2 separate regions of the Rattus norvegicus genome follow, and region 1 is linked to region 2. The links are chromatin contacts, called in public HiChIP or PLAC-seq maps. All regions are on one chromosome and are shown on one strand. The core of a region is the stretch at or near the end of the contact, and the rest is flanking DNA. Distances in the headings are between cores, read along the strand shown.

Region 1 (4,178 bases), core at 838-3,337, 190 kb before region 2:
ATTGATTCTGTTTATTTTTTTTAACACCCCCACTAAAATGTAAGCTCCGTCATGACAAGGCTGTTTCTCATTACGAGAATAGCATATGGGTCACTTAGTAAATAAATATCTGTGGAGTGAACGAATGTTGAAAATTCTGCCCACTAGCAAGGAGGAAGTTAAATATCGCCCTTTAATCCTGTTCTCCTTGGTCGTCTAGCTCAGTGATTTTCAACCTGTGGGTCACGACCCCCTTGGAGTTTTCTCTCAGATATTCTCTTGCGTGTCAGATACTTACAATACAATTTATAACAGTAGCAAAATTGCAATTATGACTTAGCGATGGAATAATTTTATGGGTGGGGGGGGTCACCACAACATAAGGAACTGTATTAAAGGGTCATAATAGGAGGGTTAAGAACCACTGCTCTAGCTAAACAGCTCCTTCTATTTTCTGTATCCATGATGTTTTAAGGTATTTCTACACAGAATCTCATTTTCCCCACTAGATGGCAAGCTCCAGGTGTTCCTGCTGTCATAAAGATGTCCTTTGTCTCCCAGGACAGAACTGACCCTTCTCCCTGTACCTTTTATGGCCTCCTGGGTGCTCACATCATGGAGGAGTGTAATCTTTGGTATGTGCCGCAGATGATTGAGAGCCACATGGTCATGGCTAACGATTTAGTCATCTCTGTCACCAGCACTTAGCTAAAGCCCGCAGTCCGGCACATAGTAGGTCTCTGTGAGCATAGATGAATTTCTTCACAGAAGCCTCCACAGTCTTCCTGGTAGAGACATGCTGGAAGACACTGGAAGGCAAAGGGACCAGCATGGGGCTGGGACTAGCTAAGCAGAGAAGCAGAGAACATGTTCTGCTACCCTACTCCGTACATAAAGTAGCCATGTGTTAAAATGAGCTACTCTTGTCTTCCAACACAGCTGCCCTGTAGCATCATAAACCACCAGAAGCCAGTTTTTCCTTCATATCTTCCTAACTGGGGACAAAACATCCTGGACCCACCTCCCTAATACTTTTCTTTTTTAAAGATTTTATTTATTATTATGTATAAGTACACTGTAGCTGTCTTCAGACACACCAGAGGAGGGCATCAGATCTCATTACAAATGGTTGTGAACCACCATGTGGTTGCTGGGATTTGAACTCAGGACCTCTGGAAGAGCAGTCAGTGCTCTTAACCACTGAGCCATCTCTCCAGCCCCAATACTTTTAAAACTAAAAGCCCCTAGTAGATCCTAAGTAGAACAAACAGAATGTTCTCTACCCCTCTGCATTGTGAAGTTTCTAGGGTAGCAGTTGTCTAACTCATTTATATTCCTGGTACCTAGCCCATGATTCTATCACAGATGCTTCATTAATTTTTGCTGAGTTACATAAATGACGAGATCTCAAAAGAGAAGGGAAGAAGGAAGGAGGGGAAAAGATCTTCACGCTTGCTTGTTGGGATTTCGAAATTGGGTAGGAAGCGTAACCATCAACAAGATACCTCAAGAGAAGGTTAAAAAACTATCTTTGTTTTCTCCCTGGCTGAGGCTCCTGGGAATTTTTTCTATTCAAGATCATAATTGCCATAAACTAGCTTGATTACCAGATAGCTGTTAAGCAGCTCCATGCTGGTAAATGGAGGAGTGGCAGATCCAGGGCTCACATGGTAAAAAGAAAAACACTGAGCCTTCTTTTCAGCCTTGTCTTGCCTGGCTGTGGTGTTCTGCAGACAGCCAAGCTTTCTTTTGGAGATAGAAATGCTCACCACTGCCTGCTTCCACAGCCCCCTAGATCTGTTGGGGCCGTAGGAAGACTGGTTTCTGTTGAAACATCTTATACCTTCCTGTCTCCTTGAGGTTAGTTCTTTTTCTATTTACTTTAAGTCAGTCCTGTAGTATTCTCTAAACTGGAGCCCTCCCCTCCTGGTCCAGGACACATGTAAACTCAGACACATTTACACACGTGCACAAAGCAGACTGGTTGTCATAGTTCATTCCTCTTATGGACGAGATGCGGAGTGAGTGAGCTAGCAGATGGATACCCTGGAGGTTCTGAGCCACGTCACTCTTTATCAGCCCTCTCCAAAGATCCCAGAAGCCTCTGGGAGGGGCTGCCGCTGCTGCTGCTGCTGAAATAGGCGGGCTCTTCGTCTTCCCAGCTGGAGTAAAACCTTTCTCTTCCTGAAGGAAGGAGAAATCTCCCGAGCTGTTGTGTGAATGGGCCATGCTGGGATTGAATCCAGGGCTCCACTTTAGCTGCCTTCCTTCTAAGCCTTCTCTTTTTCTCTTGTGTCCCAATTTGTGTATTGAGATTGAAAAGCAAGTCTGAGCCCTGCTGATGTGCCAACAGTCCTTACAACACTTCAAGTCACAACAGCCTCTTGCATTTCTCATTGTCATAGAGCAAGTAGTCAATGGACCTTTCACTTAATAATATTTACAGTGCCTTCCCTTGGTTTCAGACATGCATGCCAGGTGCCAAGGTAGGTGTGTATATTCCTACTTTGTGATTGAAGCTCAGAGAGGTGAGAGATTTAGTCTAGAAACGTCTTGTACCAGGAACCAAAGCTCTGTTACCTTATGCTGGGTTAATGGGCTTTCCACACTTCCCAGTCTTACCCACCATGAGTCTTACCTGAGACCAAGTCAGGAAAGGGGAGAAAACAGGCATTGCTTCCTCAGTCCATCTTAACCACTGAGGCAACAGGCCAGAGGACTCAGGACAGCCTGTGATAGATGGGAGAGGACAGGGTGGTGCCAGGAATGCCAGGAAGAATTAAACTCAAGGAGATTCTGTGGGCTCCAGAGACCTAACATCCGTGTGAGAGATCAAAGATGTGATCTCTGCGCCAGACTGAGCTATTGGGTGGGATCAAAGCAAAGCAAAAGGGCTCTTTTTGGTGTCTTGTGCACTGATGACTACCTGGATGAGGCAGGGCACAAAGAAAGCCACCATGATTTGGAAAATGCGGTGCACTCACACTTCCTTTGATTTCCCCCCCCCCTACATCTTACATTTAACTGTGGCACCTCTGTTCATAAACAAATACACTTCCAGAAGCTGGGTGGCCTCCTGCTCCTATGTCTGCCTGTCTGTCTTCCTTCCTTCTTTCCTTTCTTTCTTTCTTTCTTTCTTTCTTTCTTTCTTTCTTTCTTTCTTTCTTTCTTTCTTTCTTTCTAAGATTTTATTTATTTTATGTATGAGTACACTGTGCTGTCTTCATATACCAGAGGAGGACATCAGATCCCATTACAGATGGTTGTGAGTCACCAGGTGGTTGCTGAGAATTGAACTCAGGACCTCTGGAAGAGCAGTCAGTGCTCTTAACCGCTGAGCCATCTCTCCAGCCCCTCTTGTGTCCTTCTGAGTGTGTATATTCATAATCAGTGTCTTTCCTGAGGTCATTCTAATGGAGACCTCTCTGTTTGTTGTGAATGGTGTTGCTTTCCCCTAGTCAAGGATCAATTAGTCAAGAGGAAAGGGTTGGTGGGTCCCTGTACCTGGTCTAGCTTGTGCTAAGGCATGGCCGTCACCTACCTGCAGAGAACCTGGGTACAGGAGTCAGGATCTGCCTGTCAGCTCACTGTGGGGCTTTAATTAGCTTGCTTTACCTCCCTCCATTTCCTCCTTGAAAACTCAGGCCATTGGTCTATGTCGGTAGTTGTCACTTTAGCGTTCTCTGTGGCAACGGTTGTCAAATGAAATCCTAACTCCAATACTGAATGTATCAAAGCAAATAGGCAAAGATAAGAAAGCTGATATGGTGCTCATGGAGGAGGGCCTGAGAGACCAGCCAAGGGGCCTCTCTTTGTGTTTAGTCCAAATACCTTCGTTCAGTCCTAGCCCCAATACCCTAGAGTGGGTCTCTGAGACTGTTTCATGGGATCCAGTGTGGCAGCTACTCTTGAAAATTCCTTAAAATGTTGACATTTAGTGGTAAAGGAGAGACATTAAATTCAAATCCCTCACCAATCTATGGAAGGTCTCTGACACACAGATTCTAAAATTTTCTCTCAGAAATATTCCTCCATTTCTTCTGGGGTTTGTGGGAAGGGGGTCTTTTGTGACTTCACGAAACCATCAAATTTCTCCAGGTGTCTCTTTTTGAGCAGCGCCAGCCCACCTTTTTTCCATGCCCAGCTTCCAGTCTCCTGACAAGGCTGTGTTGGGCTGTGCACCATATCTGGGTGTGTGC
Region 2 (4,167 bases), core at 930-3,429:
TAGGACAGCTTCTGAATACTAAAGAGGGCTGAGAGGAAATGAAAGGAAACGGAGAAAGATGTCTTGGTCAGAAGTTTTTCTAATCGCTATGGATTTCCCCTCGTTTTAGTGGATTTGAGAGAGGGTGTAGGGAAGGAAGGGGAAAAAAATCAAAAGCGGATTATTATCCTGAGTTGCTCTTCCTTTTCATCCTTAGCCTGTGACAGCAGCTCCCTGCTTGCCCTATCTGCATGCTAAAGACTGGAGGGAAAGGCCTGCAAAGTATTGACAACTGAGCTGAGATTACAAGTTCCTTGCCTCTTGAAAGATAGAATCAATTAAAATGGAGCCTTCCACTCAACGAGTAAATTAGCTTCTAGAGAAAACATCTGCCCTTCCCTGTAGTGTCTGGAAAATACGAAGGGTAGTGGAAGTGTGGTGAAAGCTTCTTCTCGTAACACGCAGATTGCGCATGAAAGCACTACATACCCTGAAGCACGCACACACTGTACAAACCTGGCACAAAAACGGTGACTCAGTAAACACTGGTCCAAGGACATGCTCATGTGTGTGTGCACTGCCCGTTTACCCGCACACCGTTTCACGTTTCTTCCTCTCTTGCATGGCTACCTTTGAAATGTGTCAGGCTTCTGAGAGATTCTGCTGGCCTTGCAGCATCCTGTCCCTGGTTATCATAAAAGCAATACATTTTAACAGATGAAAAATAAAAACAAGATCTTCTTTAACCCATGCTCTTTGGGAGTACAAGAAAATGTACTCAAGCCATCTAACCACAGGGTAGAAAACAAACCGGAGACTCAAACCCCTACCCCCTTCCCTTGACCCATTTCCTGAGCTTCCAGAAACATCCGAGTATGAACCAAGCACTTTATCCAGTTGGGAGACTCATGTGTTCCCAAAACCTCAGAGTAGCTGTTCTTGGGGTGTGTGACCTTGGAGAAAGCATCCTCCAAAAAGACTGTCCAGGCGGGACTTCTAGTACTCCAGTTCCCAAGTCATACAGCACGAGATGCTGCATGTGGATCTGTAGTTTAAAATAGGTTTTGGTGAAGTCGGGGTGGGGGCGGGGAGGGGGCTTTTCCATTGATAAGTGGAGAATTTAGGCGAGGAAAGCAATAAGCCAACTATTTGTTGAGTGGCTCCATGCTTCTCCATACTGGAGACAGGTTCAAAGACGGAGCTTCTCAAGGATTTCAGGAGCCCAGGAGTGCAATGAGGCATGAGCCACTGATGTGTGCTGTGGTCAAGGTGTTTTCAACAGAGCCCAGGGAAGGAAGTGTCACATTCTGTATAAAAATGTCAGTGACCTTGAGGATGGACAGTTGATTTCTCAGCAGAGAACTGGGACTGATACCAGTAGAGGGGCCATGAGAAACAAAGGTTTGGACTTGCAGAATGCAGTGGCCTTTCTTTGGCTGGACCACAGGCTTGTGAAGGATGACCAGAAACGAGGACAGAAAAGTTACAGTTACGGGAGGGATCTCGTTTCCTTGGGCTTGAAATGCTTCACAATTTGTCTCGTAGGCAATGGGGTTGGGGGGTGTGGGCAGTCCATAGGCTGGGGAATACCCTGATGTGGGCTGGGCTTTGGGAAGATAGCTCAGAAATCAGACACAGTGCCCTTAGGTCCCGCCTCCATGACAGATCAGGAAGTGTGGCCGGACTAGACCAAGGGATGGAAAGTAAGAGCCCAGCAAAGGCAGTACTAGGAGGGGTGAGGTGGGGGTAGGGTGGGGGGTGGAGGATTGGGGGTGAGGGTGTGTGAGGGTTTGGGGAGGGGAGGCCTGGACTTCCGTAGCAGGATTCTTCATGCCCCATGGAAGCTTTGAACAAAAGCCAAGGAAGCCAGAGTGGTACATGACCCAGTTCTGCAGCCAGAGAAACAGTATTTACGGAAGCCGTTGGCATTCCAAGTGAGCCAGGCCCAAAGACCCAAATGCCTGGAGTCTCTATGAATCATCCCTCCTTCCTGGAGCGTGCATCCGCAGCATTCAGTTTCTCCTCACCAGGCTGCACGGTTGCCTAAAAGTGATTCCACCCTGAAAATAGCTCAGCCCCAGACCGTGGTCCTCGGTGCTTTCTTTTTATCCTGGAACTTCAGCTGGCTTAAGTAACTGCATGCGACACATACAAAGAAGCCAGCCCTTGTAATTGCATCAGAGGGCTGTGAGGGAGTCACCCCACCCCCACCCCAGCAACCCCTAACTACACTTGAGGGAAGAGGAGGGAGGGGTGTGCAATTTGTTCATTTCTTTCATTTTATGGAACGCTTCACTTTGCTTTCAGCATAATTATTGTTGTACTTTTTTCTGTTCCCCATTTGCCTCGTTCAAAAAAAAAAGTCCTTCACTCCCCCTGCACACTTTTTCTTAATGCATTAAAATTAATAACTCGTAACAGTGACCTAATTTGCTTTGAGTACTGTAACTCAGGGGGTTTTGTTTTTGTTTTAGTTGTGTGTGTGTGTGTGTGTGTGTGTGTGTGTGTGTGTGTGTTTAAAAAAGCTCCCTCCCAGATCTGCCAAACCCTTGACACGTTACTGTGGCAACAGGCACAACTTGGTGAGTTCATGAATGAGCCTCTTTGTGCTCACAAAGCCCTCTCCTCCACTATTATTTGAGATGTACATCTTTTCCCTTGCCAAGGAAGTCCTGTGTGCTTGGTGTGTTGGAATGGCGCAGCTCTGGGTGTGGTCCCTGAGACAATGTCCAATGCCCATTACCCTGGCCTTGCAGTAGTGTCTGCTGCAAGCCCTCTTCACCTTTTCTAATTCTGGGCCAAAAGCCCTTCCCTGCCTGCAAATGTTCTCCAACTTAACATTTGCCTCTGTGGCTAATCTGTTTTTCTGGACTTCAGTCCTTCGCCCTTCCCTACCACGACCTCAGACCTTACTTAACTAGGAGGTTGGCTGTGGATCAAAGCTGGCCACTGGGTTCTCTCTACCCCTTAGCCATTGTGTCCATCTTGTCTGTTGTCTTTCTCTGCAAAGGCACATCCTATCCTCTCCCTGTGCGCTTCCCTGTGCTACTAGAACACTGCACACTATGCCAACCAGAAGTCACACGCTACTCCTGCTCAAGGGCCCCTCCTTTCTCTTAGAATTGCTTCAGAATCTTGCCTTAGACTCTCAGGCTACTCGAGATCTGCAGATACGTCGTCTTGGCTTTGCTGTAACCAGCACCTTCTGCTTTTTTCCCTCGATATCCTGACATTACTATGTCATGAATGTTTTACTCCAAGCTTGTCATGGTTTATTCCCCGTGCCAATCTCTGCTTCCACATATGGAAAAGCTCCAACAACCCTCAGAGCTTGGCCCATCATACAGCCTATGTACCTCAGTCACGTGAATACCCGCCTCTCAGGTTGTCAGCAAGCTCATGGAAGGAGAGGGTTGCTTCTGGGCACTGTTGTATCTATGACACCTGGCATAGAGCCTGACTACTACAGTGTCTTTCTATAAAAAAAACCCTATCATTATGCCTACCTATCAGGATGTATGAATGTGTGAATGAATGAATGAACTGGAATCTATTACTGACCTTTCTTTTATTCCTTTCCTCCCTCTTTTAACCTCTCCCTTACTCTCTTCTTCCTTCTCCCTTTTTTTTTGTTAATCATTTTGCAAACATTCAGTTATATGAAAGAGGAGGTACACAAAAGGACTCCCCTGTTGTCGAGGAGCACATAGATTTGGGGGTCTCTAGGACCATCTTAAACACTTTCTTCTGGTCATTCACCTGTTCATCCCTCTAGGACTGCCATCCTAGAAAGTGAAGCTGGTTCATCTCTGTATATAGTTTCTGTCAGCAAATGTAAGGAGGATACTAAGAAGTGCTGTCATTTAAGAACTCAGTGTGGATGACAAGTGGTCAGACACTCGCATCCACTTAACCTTTTGGACATCCTAGGACAGGTTGTCATCAGTTTCTCGATGGTAGCAATGATGTAGGTAATGTGGAAACTGCCCCTTGAAGCAAAGAGAAACCTGTCAACAAACGATGCAGAGGACTGAGGTTTCCTGAGTTTCTGGGATGCTCCAGAAACATGCTGCCTCTCAGTCAATGATTCCACTGATACACAAGGCACTCCTATCCCAAAGACAAAATCATATTTTCTTTCCATAGCTACATGGAGAAGGAAATCTATCAACACCTCTATGGACTGCA

What was found. HiChIP or PLAC-seq counts read pairs in DNA pulled down with a chosen protein or histone mark.
Region 1: a contact with region 2 is called in an H3K27ac HiChIP or PLAC-seq map of oligodendrocytes, with 11 times the contacts expected there. The contact joins two enhancer-like sites. A contact is called at or near these places in 2 of 12 Hi-C or Micro-C datasets (frontal cortex and mammary epithelial cells) and 1 of 1 datasets of contacts at active chromatin or transcription factors (oligodendrocytes).

What each region holds. Positions count from the first base shown.
Region 1 is chr8:41,380,995-41,385,172 of GRCr8, reverse strand. All of the region lies in intron 1 of Kirrel3 (kirre like nephrin family adhesion molecule 3), which reads right to left. Among named protein-coding and RNA genes, the nearest start is that of Kirrel3, 260 kb to the right of the region's middle. Within about 2 kb of position 2,087, at least 8 of the 93 cell types and tissues checked have an H3K27ac peak or open chromatin away from gene starts, as enhancers often do.
Region 2 is chr8:41,189,088-41,193,254 of GRCr8, reverse strand. The region is part of intron 1 of Kirrel3 (kirre like nephrin family adhesion molecule 3); the gene reads right to left. LOC120094326 (a long non-coding RNA gene) reads right to left here. Exons shown (of 2, transcript XR_005488640.2): 2 at 1-4,167. Among named protein-coding and RNA genes, the nearest start is that of Kirrel3, 67 kb to the right of the region's middle. Within about 2 kb of position 2,179, at least 52 of the 93 cell types and tissues checked have an H3K27ac peak or open chromatin away from gene starts, as enhancers often do.